3 separate regions of the Anas platyrhynchos genome follow, and regions 1 and 3 are each linked to region 2. A link is a contact called in public Hi-C data. All regions are on one chromosome and are shown on one strand. Each heading gives the region's core, a stretch centred on a gene start, on an enhancer-like site or on the middle of the called end of the contact. The rest is flanking DNA. Distances are from core to core; before and after follow the strand shown. Region 1 holds the start of PRDX6 (peroxiredoxin 6). Region 2 overlaps LOC113844284 (a long non-coding RNA gene). Region 3 overlaps NOTCH2 (notch receptor 2).

Region 1 (2,939 bases), core at 131-2,630, 130 kb after region 2:
TCCATTGAGGGTGGTGGGAGGGCAGTGGCATTTTATTAGCCTAGCTGGTGGACCAGCTATGTCAAAGAGCTGTCACTTATATTTTTTTTTCTTCCTCCAGCTGCCTCAGGTACTCTACCAACAGGTATTTGCTCACTTCAAGAAGCTGCTCTCAGATCTTAGCTCACCACAGCTGCTACGAGCTCCCTCCCTTACCACACGGCAGTTTCACATCTTAAATTGCAGCTCAATTGTCCTTCCTATCAGATCTCTAGACTGGGAGCCCTTTTGAAGGCCACAAAAATTAGCTTATTGCTCTGACAACAGCTACTCCAAGTGCTTACAGAGCTAAAAAAGTTACACAGCATGGCTGCAGAGGTTGCGTTAATTGACCACAGCTCAATTAAGACTGTGGTAAGCATTCACAGTAAGCATTTTTCTATCAGATCTATCCTTGATTTCAGGACCAGTCAGGAAAATCCAGCTCCCTTGGATGCCGACCCTGAGAGGGAGGGGAACAGAGGGGCACCAGGGAGCTTGGACGAGGCAGGAAGCCAAACAACGCAGCGCCTCCCCTCAGCACACAGCCTGACAGACAGACAGCCGAGAAACCAAACCACCCGACCACAGACAGCAGGCCAGGCCTCCAGCCAGCACATTAGGGTTGTTTTGTTTTTTAATAAAAGCGTCTCTGCTGAAACCTGGATCGCTACCTGGCTGCCTTTGTAGATCTGTGGCAAAAAACATGAATATTAAGGCTGAGAAAAGCAGAGCACACCCAGGTGCTACCACCCTGCAGCCCGATTACCTCTGACGGAGCTCTGTGGGACTCACCTGGCGCGGACACCAAGATCTGGCAGCGGGTGAGGATGGCCAGGAGGAAATCGTTGTGGGAGTGCACTGCGTGGGGACAGACACAGCCCGTCAGTAACACACCCGTGTGCGGGGCACCCACCTGAGGCAGATTTGGGGCTGTTCTGCCTTGTTCCCCTTAGGGGCTCAGCCACCAGGCCCCAAACTCCAGGCACAAACACCTCAGGGCTCTCGCTTTTTTTTTTTAGAGGTAAGGGATGAGGGGTGCGGGGGGCTGCCAGCCCCTTCCCTCACCGTTGTCCTGCGTGAGCAGCCGGCGGGCCTCCAGGTCGAACTCCTCCTTGCTGATCTTCTGCTTGAACCACAGCTTCAGGTTGGCCCAGTACCTGCGGGCACAGCGAGGCGGGGGGGTTAAAGGAGTTAAACGGGGAAGGTTTTGGGGTCCGGGGCCGCACTCACTGCTTCACGTTCTCGCCCAGCGCCTCGCTCAGGCTCTTCTTGGCCGCCTCCAGCTCGCTGACGATGGCCGCCATGGCGCTGCCTCAGCGCCCGCCCGCCTCAGGGGGAGGGGGCGGGGCTTAGCGAGGCCACGCCCCCCGCGCCGAGCCCCGCCGAGCCCAGCCGAGCGGAGCCGAAGCGCCTCGGGTCGGGACCGGGAGCGGGACCGCGATCGGGATCCGGATCGGGACCGGGATTGGGATCGGGATCCGGATCGGTGCCGCCGCCGCAATGCCGGGGCTGCTGCTGGGCGACGAGGCGCCCAACTTCGAGGCGGACACGACGCAGGGCCGCATCCGCTTCCACGACTTCCTGGGCGACTCGTGAGCAGCGGGACGGGATTGGGATGGGGATTTGGGATTATTGGGATGCAGGGAGAGGGGCACGGGGGGAGCCCGGTGCCGACCCCTCACGGCTCCGTGCCGCTGTGCCGGCAGCTGGGGCATCCTCTTCTCCCACCCGCGGGACTTCACGCCCGTCTGCACCACGGAGCTGGGCCGGGCGGCCAAGCTGGCGGCGGAGTTCAGCAAGCGCAACGTGAAGATGATCGCCCTCTCCATAGACAGCGTGCCCGACCACCTGGCCTGGAGCAAGGTATGGGGGCACCGGGGTGACCAGGGGCATCGGGGTGACCGGGGGGTAGCGGGGTGACCGGGGCGCCGGGAGGATGGGGTGTGCACAAGGACTCGGTGCCTGGGTGGTGCAATGGGGCGGGAGGTGGCCAAAGGGGTCGTAGGGCTTCAGGGGGTGCAATTCATGGCCAGGTAGAGGGGAGAAAGCAGGAGGCAGTAGGACACGTTAAACATAAATCAGGGAGTGAGAGCGTGCAAGAGCTAAAACCATCCCTAGGAAGCTTAGGAAGCACGGCACAGAAATAAGGAGCAGGACAGCTACCGATGGGAAACCCCAGTCACAGCGCTGTGGGGCCAGGTGACGGGGTGTGAAACGAGCTCTGGGAAGGGTAAAACCAGGGTTCGGCAACCCCCGGGTGAGCTACGTGCCTCCCCTCACTCTGGGAATGGGAAGGTGCTCACGGGTTTTCCGGGAGTGAGACACGCATGCAAATAAGGAGTGATAAAGGTGAGAATTTGCGCAGTCCGGCGTTATTTAGGGGCTGAGCGGGTTCAGAAGCTGCCGAGTGGTGGTGTTGCTCAAACTGACCTCTGTACCTGGGTGGTGCACGGCCCTGGCCCACCGAGCCTCAAAAGGGGCCGGGGACAAACAGCACACAAACCCCCACGGCAGTGAGTGGGGTCTCTGTGCTGGAACCACCGGTCAGATCCCATTAAACGCAACCAAAAGTTTGGGTCGTGGTTCATAACGCAGCCTCATGTCCTGGTTTGTTGGAGCCCTCTGAAGAACTGTAGGGGTGTTGCTGACTACCACAGAGACCCTACATTTCCAGGAGGCTTTCAAATGAAAATCAGCGCTGAAAGGGAAGGCTCAGCTCTGCAGGGGGATGGGGGGAGCACCGAATTGTGTCCAGGGAGGGGAGCAGCAAGCTTCCTGGAGGGTGTGCAGGACGTGGGGTGCTCAGCGTAGCCAGAGAGCCTGCAGGAGGTGAGCAACGAGCTGCCTTAGGCGGTGCTCCAAAATGATTCAGCACAACCTCAGGTAAAACCAGGAAAAGTTGCAGAGCAGTTTCAGGG
Region 2 (3,169 bases), core at 340-2,839:
CGCACCCTGGTCTGAGCTGCTGTGAACTTTGAGCTTGTGAACCCACAGCTGTCTTCAGTGGGCTTGTTTACTGGCTGGAGCAAAGAAGTGCTCCAGGCAAACAGGAACTCTCTGGGTGTCTCAGCCTTTTGGGTGCTGAAAGAGTTCTGGGACTTGGTTAGAGCTGGTTTACCTATTAAAAGAACACTTATTTCTGGCTTTTCTTGAAGGAAGCTTGGGCTTTCAGGAAGATGTTGCCTAAGGATGTCTGTGGCCAATTAGTGTAAGGATGATTGGGCTTTATTCCAGAGACTGTTTGTAAAGCACTGAGCAGATTGTGTCTCTTGGTGATCCTATTTTTGTTTTTCCCTTTCTTTATTTCCCTTCCAGTTAGCAAGGCAGTCTATGGTAATTATTTGGGACGGATACTCTTTAAATCCTGGTATTGGGCAAGCTTTGATATACCCTGTGAGGAAACCCAAGAATCCACACTTCGGGGAAGACATTGCTGCTGTTACCCAGGAAGACACCTATTTTGAGTGTAACAGACAAATTCACCAGCCTGCATAGGGAACGGGAAGAGAGAACGAATGCATTTCTTTCCCAGGAATGAAAATGTGCACACTTACATTTCTGGCACAACCGTGGACAGAGCACAGAGGAATGTGAGAACAGTGCTAAGCCCCAGCTGGCTGCCTTGCAGCTGGGCTGTGTCAAACCAGGAGTTAGTGCTGCCCCTCCAGTTGGGATCCATGTATCCTCGTGTAGCCAGCTTTATCAGATGAAGTTTGTTTATAACGTTAAAGCCCCGTGGACTGGTGTACTCAAGTTTTTAAATCTATAAGCCCTGGATGTATTCCCAAGCCTGAGATAGATTGTTTACACTGGGCTGTCTGGAAGTACAAATGCATCCAAGGCTGTGAGGAAGAAAAATAGCACCTTCTGCAACAGCGTCCTAACTACTGTGTCTGGTTAGCAGCAGGCACAGGATGTAGCTGGATGCAGAGCAAGTGTGGGAGGTTGAGATCTGGGAATGGGAGAATTGGCTCCAAGAGGAGTGGAAGTCCCCAGCCAGTGCTTGGTGAAGCCTCTGGACAGGTGTGACCTGAGGCTTGCTCAGCTTTGAATCTCTGTGCAGGAAACTGTTAGCAAAATATTGCAAGAGTGCTCAGTCTGCAACACAGCCTTCCTCTCCGGGAGCCACTAGTCCTGGGCCTTCTCCGAATAGCGGGGATAGAAAGCTATTTGAGTTTTGTAGATGCTCAGGGAGGGGATGCCCTCTTCTGTCACTGAAATCTGAGGGTGCCCCAGGACACTGCGTGATGGGCAGTTTCTTACTGTGGCTCTGGGGAAGGCTGCGAACTGCTTGCCAGTGTCAGAGCCCTCTGGTTCCTGCAGAGCAGGTCTGTTACCTGATGTCATTCCCCAGATTGAATTGCTTTATGTGTGTGGTCAGCCAGAAAAGTCCTCAAGTCCCATCCTTTTTTCATATTTGCATCTGTCCTTCCTTTTGAGCTTTCTTCTTTTAAACATCTGTGTGCAGTACAACATCAGCCTCTAGTTTGTTCCTGTATGACTCAACTGGATGCAATTCCAACTCGTGATGAAGGCAAAGCCAGTGAGATGGAGCTGGAACATGAATAGCAAAGAAGGGCCATCTAAGAGCACAATGAAGAGCCAAAGAAGGGAAATAAATATGCAGTGCCCTGCCAGAGACTTACTTTCTTATTCCCGGTTGAGAAGATTTTTCAGTAACTGCTGAAGCACGCTGGCGCAATGGTAACCGGGGTCACATTCGACCACAACAGTGTCTGTGGTTAACGATGGCTCATTGGTGCCTACAGTTACTGCTCACAGCCATGGCTTCTGCTTGGCTTTTTATTTGTGACTGATTTCCTGTGTTTCGTTTGGGGTCCTATCTGATTACATGCTCTGTTCCATGATATTTGTTCTAACTCTTGGACTGCTGCCTCTGTAGCAGAGCGCTGTGCAGTTGCCTTTGTCCAGCTTCTTCCCAACAAGCAAAAATTCTTGGAAGATGCAGCGTGCTTGTTGCAGCCAGGCAGGAGCTGTTCCTTTGGCCTGGCCCTGACACTGTCATGGTGACAGTCTTGTTGGAGATGGTGGGAGCGGACTTGGACATCACCCAGGCTCACAATGACTTGCAGTAAGCCTGGTCTTGTCATTGGGAAGCGAGGTGACCTCCATGTGGAGATGAAGATGACAAAGGGAAGGACTTCTCAGAGGGTTAAGATGAGATCAAGAGGTGGAAGTGGGAGAACTTGTGTGTGCCAGCTGATCTCATGAGACATTCCCAACCACATTAACAAAAGCTGTGTGACTCCAGCCCCTTAGCTTGGGGTAATGCTAAGCCCTGACAAGGCGTGTTTTGTGTCACAGTGAAATTACGGTGTCAGAGCTAGCCAGGGGTGTGAAAACCTTAATAATACTACTTGAGAAAGATGAGTCAACCTTCAGCAGTCAGCGTCCTGCACTGGGGGTGGCTCTGACGTTTCTGAAACATGATGCTGAACAAGTCTGGATGTGCTTCTATTTGAAGGCAGTTGCTTATTTGTTTGACAGCAAATAATCCTTCAATGACTTTTCTGTTGACAAGCTTGGAATCTTATTTCTTGTCCCAGAAAATCTTGCTGTAAGTGAGAACCAGCTGGAAATCCTTGAGAGCCAAATACTATAGCTGTTTCTTTTCTGATCGGATGGATTCATTCTCTTACACTTCAAGCAGTTCTTTCAGTGCCTAAAAATGCTCTGATAAGTGTAGGAGTCCTCTGAGCATCCTTTTTCAAGCAAGCTCAGAGCTGTAGCCTTCTCCCACCTTATGAGCTGTTTGACTGGCTCTGATGTGGTTTGTGGTTATGTGTAACATCACTCATGTGGCCCTCATGTGCTTTTGATTTCAGCATCACTAGTGAGTGCACTTTCACGTGCAAGTGTGAGCTTTGCTCAGGAGAAGTGTGCAAGTACTACGGAGAGGCGCTGAGAGTCACCTTCCCCAGTCTGACCTGCAGGGTCCCTTTATCAGAGGTGCAGGCATGTGGTCTCTTGGTGCTGCTGCTGTGCAGCCCCAGGGGACGCCTTGCCAGGCACAGTCCTTGCACTCAGCTGCTGCAAAGTGCAGTAGCTGTGAGTATGCCAGCGTGGGATGAAATTCCCCAGGGTTAGATGGTAT
Region 3 (3,029 bases), core at 142-2,641, 220 kb after region 2:
GTCCGTCCCATGTTGTCCCGTGCGTTAGCATCCGCACCAGCATCCAGCAAACGTTTTGCAGCATCTGCTCTGGAATAACGGGCTGCCAGGTGCAGCGCCATCTCCCCAGTGCGGTCCGTTTGGGCCTGCAGGTTGGCGCCTTGATAGATCAGGTCTGTTATTATATTTGCTGAGGAGTCTTCTGCATCTTCGTCATCCTCGCTAATATCGGAACTGCCCACACGCAGAGATGCCAGCATCAGAGGAGTACATCCATCTGCGGACAGAAGAAAGGTGATCACGTTAACCTAACAGTGACAGCAGAGGAAGGAAGCCCTCTCCCAGTGCATTGCCTCACCTTGACCACTGACAGCTAGAGTCCCTCTGGTCACTTCAGCACAAACCTCTTCTCCTAACTTAAAGCCCAGACTTAACCACCTGTTTTCCTTCCAAGCAGAACTCTGATACTTAAATCCAACCACAACAGAACTTAGATAATTCTCAAAGAAGTATCATAAAACAAAACAAGTTTGCTGCTGAAGTGGAAAACTTCCTCAAAGCGTACAGGCTAGTTAACTTTGTAAGGAGAAGAAAGGGCTATAAAATCAAAAACTTCAAGTGTATAACTATTCATGTGGATGTTGTAATAACATATCTAGGGAAAAGAAACTATTTATAGAGAAAAAAAATACTGCACAGCTAACACCCGATTATTGGCGTCATTTCACAGACATTTTCACCCGATTATTGGTAGCATTTCACCTGAAAAGAAATGCAGACAAAAGCCTTCAGATCTGTTACGATCTTTTAAGTCTTCATTAAAAGGACACCAAAGTTGGCTAAGTGAGGCACATAAAGCTGAAAAATGCCCTAGTAAGACTGCCTGAATCAACTTCATCTTGCTTGTAAGACACTTTACCACACCCTAGGCAAAGCAAGAGGGACTGAGATGGCAGCAGGACTGAAGCACTGTGCTAACTGGATCTCCACAAAGATGAGCACAAATTTTGCTTCTCCAGCGTGGCTTGCTAGCAGAAATTCAAGACCATCTTTGAGCAACTGCCTGGTTTATTCCATGTACAAGCAGGAGGCAGTTTGGACCCTATAGACAACAACCTCCCTGCCTGCGTTACTCTCAATCTACAGGGCACTAAACAAAGCGTGTGATCACAGTTAGGATTCTGTGCAGATAAACACTGCGATGACAACCTCATGTAAGTGGTATGCTTACACAGGAATATTCCCAACTTCTGATCGTCAGGCTTTCCTAACTCTCTTTTTTAAAACAGCTCCAAAACTTTTATAAAACTCTAGGAACTATCCTTCTACAGCTGGGAACCACATCAACCACCCGCAGAGATCATGGCTGCAGCAGCAGACCTGCCTCCCTGAGCCAGGCTGGCAGCAGGATGCATGCTCCTCCTAGCGGCCCGAAATCAGGGCACACAAACCCTTTCACCAAACTTTCTCAGGATTTGTTGGAAGGCAGAGAAGCGTTGACATACAGACCCGGGTTCAGTTCCAAGACCCAGCCATGGCTACAGACCCCCTCGCCTGTTGTCCAGAGCTATACCTCTCTTTGTGCTTCTCCCTCCCTCCCACTGCTGGCTCTGCTCCCCTGTCCCAAATGAACACTCAGTATTCAAGTCAGGCTGTGGTCTCCTCCGTACTGCCCTGATACAAAGAGCAAAGAAATGGAGCACAGAAAGGAGCCCTCCTTTTCGCTAGCACTACAGCCCTGAGAAAAGCACTCGCTCAGTCTCTGCGTTTGTCCTGGCCAGATCACACTCGGCTGCTGTATGGGGATACAGTTACAGCGAGCACTAAATCCTTCAAAAAACTAGCTGCCAGCCTCCAGAAAGTCTCCCAGGTATGTGCAGCTCTTTTCAGAGCTTCCTAAGTTGGCCACACACGGGTAGTTTTATGAGGCTAGCAAAGAAGTTCACATCCAGTTTGGCTGTCACAATTAAGTACTTGTTGGAGTATTAAGAAAAAGCCATGGGTGCAATGCCTTTTTTTTTTTTTTCCTTCCTTCAAGCTTGTTCTGAAATAGCTGGAAAAGAACTCAAAAAGATCCAGCTGGAGGCAGACACACAGCATGGAAAATTCCAGTCTGAACCACTGAAGTTTTAGCTACTGAAAAAGAGGGCCAGATAATAGGGACAGTTAATCAGTTTTAATTATAGGTGGTGGTACCAGTTATGCCTATAATTGCATTACCCTGGTTACACACTGACAATAACTCCACTGAAAAGAATGTCCTCAGCACTCTGGGGGACACAGAGAAAGAACAGCATGGAGGAACAAAGGTGAAAGCAGTATTTTATAAAAAATAACTCTTTTTGCTGTCTTCTAGAACACAGCCCCGGGTAAACTTAGAGCAAGGCTTTAAAGCCTAAAATTTCACCAGATATGTACAACTGAAGGATTCTAGACACAAATAACATACCAAAAGCTGGGATGCAGAGAACCCACTGGCAAAGTCTACAGGAGATGGGACCTCTCGGACCCCCTTCTTGGGCTTCTGCTTGAGACAGAGGTGGCTGCATCTCAGAATTGCCCGTTTCTTCCCTCTCCCTTTTAAGGGAGAGGAAGGTGGCCAGGGCAGATGGGTGCCTACATCTGCTCTGAGGAATCCTACCGCTCCTTACTAACCCATTACTCCAGCACTTGTGACTTTTTAAATAGTTTCTTCCACTGAAAGCAACTCAGTTGCTCACTTCTGATGCTGCAGAAGGGAATAGCTTATGGAAGCTTGCTTCAAGTCTCAGTTGCATCCGAATGGCAGGAAAACAGCTCTTAGATCATATTATTCCGCTGCTATTGCTGGACAAAGCTTTGAGTGGACACAAACATAAGTAGTCTGAAGATTTAATAACATTACCGCCTGCACTTGGAAAGCTTTTACCCCCGCCACACAACTAGAAGCTTCAACAGGGAAAATTAAAAAAAAAGCTTAGACTTGGCAGAAACTGATGGTTTGCGTTCTCACACTCCTTATGCAGAAATCTCTCCTTCCTTGTGCTTTGCATTTAGGAGTGCTAAGGGGT

The links. Hi-C and Micro-C count contacts between places; a contact is called where the count stands out from the background.
Region 1: a contact with region 2 is called in a Hi-C map of subcutaneous adipose tissue, with 2.3 times the contacts expected there. The contact joins the promoter of PRDX6 here to the enhancer-like site in region 2. A contact is called at or near these places in 2 of 8 Hi-C or Micro-C datasets (skeletal muscle and subcutaneous adipose tissue).
Region 3: a contact with region 2 is called in a Hi-C map of subcutaneous adipose tissue, with 2.2 times the contacts expected there. The contact joins two enhancer-like sites. A contact is called at or near these places in 2 of 8 Hi-C or Micro-C datasets (liver and subcutaneous adipose tissue).

The regions. Positions count from the first base shown.
Region 1 is chr8:16,669,751-16,672,689 of IASCAAS_PekinDuck_T2T, reverse strand. It overlaps PRDX6 (peroxiredoxin 6), which reads left to right and starts at 1,380. Exons shown (of 5, transcript XM_027462656.3): 1 at 1,380-1,613; 2 at 1,728-1,884. The coding sequence starts at 1,522. It overlaps TADA1 (transcriptional adaptor 1), which reads right to left and starts at 1,407. Exons shown (of 8, transcript XM_013096009.5): 1 at 1,252-1,407; 2 at 1,087-1,178; 3 at 814-879. The coding sequence starts at 1,325.
Region 2 is chr8:16,803,966-16,807,134 of IASCAAS_PekinDuck_T2T, reverse strand. The region is part of intron 3 of LOC113844284 (a long non-coding RNA gene); the gene reads left to right. Among named protein-coding and RNA genes, the nearest start is that of FASLG, 37 kb to the left of the region's middle. Within about 2 kb of position 1,589, at least 1 of the 8 cell types and tissues checked has an H3K27ac peak or open chromatin away from gene starts, as enhancers often do. A contact at or near this core is called in subcutaneous adipose tissue, where this site is marked.
Region 3 is chr8:16,587,418-16,590,446 of IASCAAS_PekinDuck_T2T, reverse strand. NOTCH2 (notch receptor 2) reads right to left here. Exons shown (of 33, transcript XM_038182661.2): 30 at 1-256. Among named protein-coding and RNA genes, the nearest start is that of REG4, 8.3 kb to the left of the region's middle. Within about 2 kb of position 1,391, at least 1 of the 8 cell types and tissues checked has an H3K27ac peak or open chromatin away from gene starts, as enhancers often do. A contact at or near this core is called in subcutaneous adipose tissue, where this site is marked.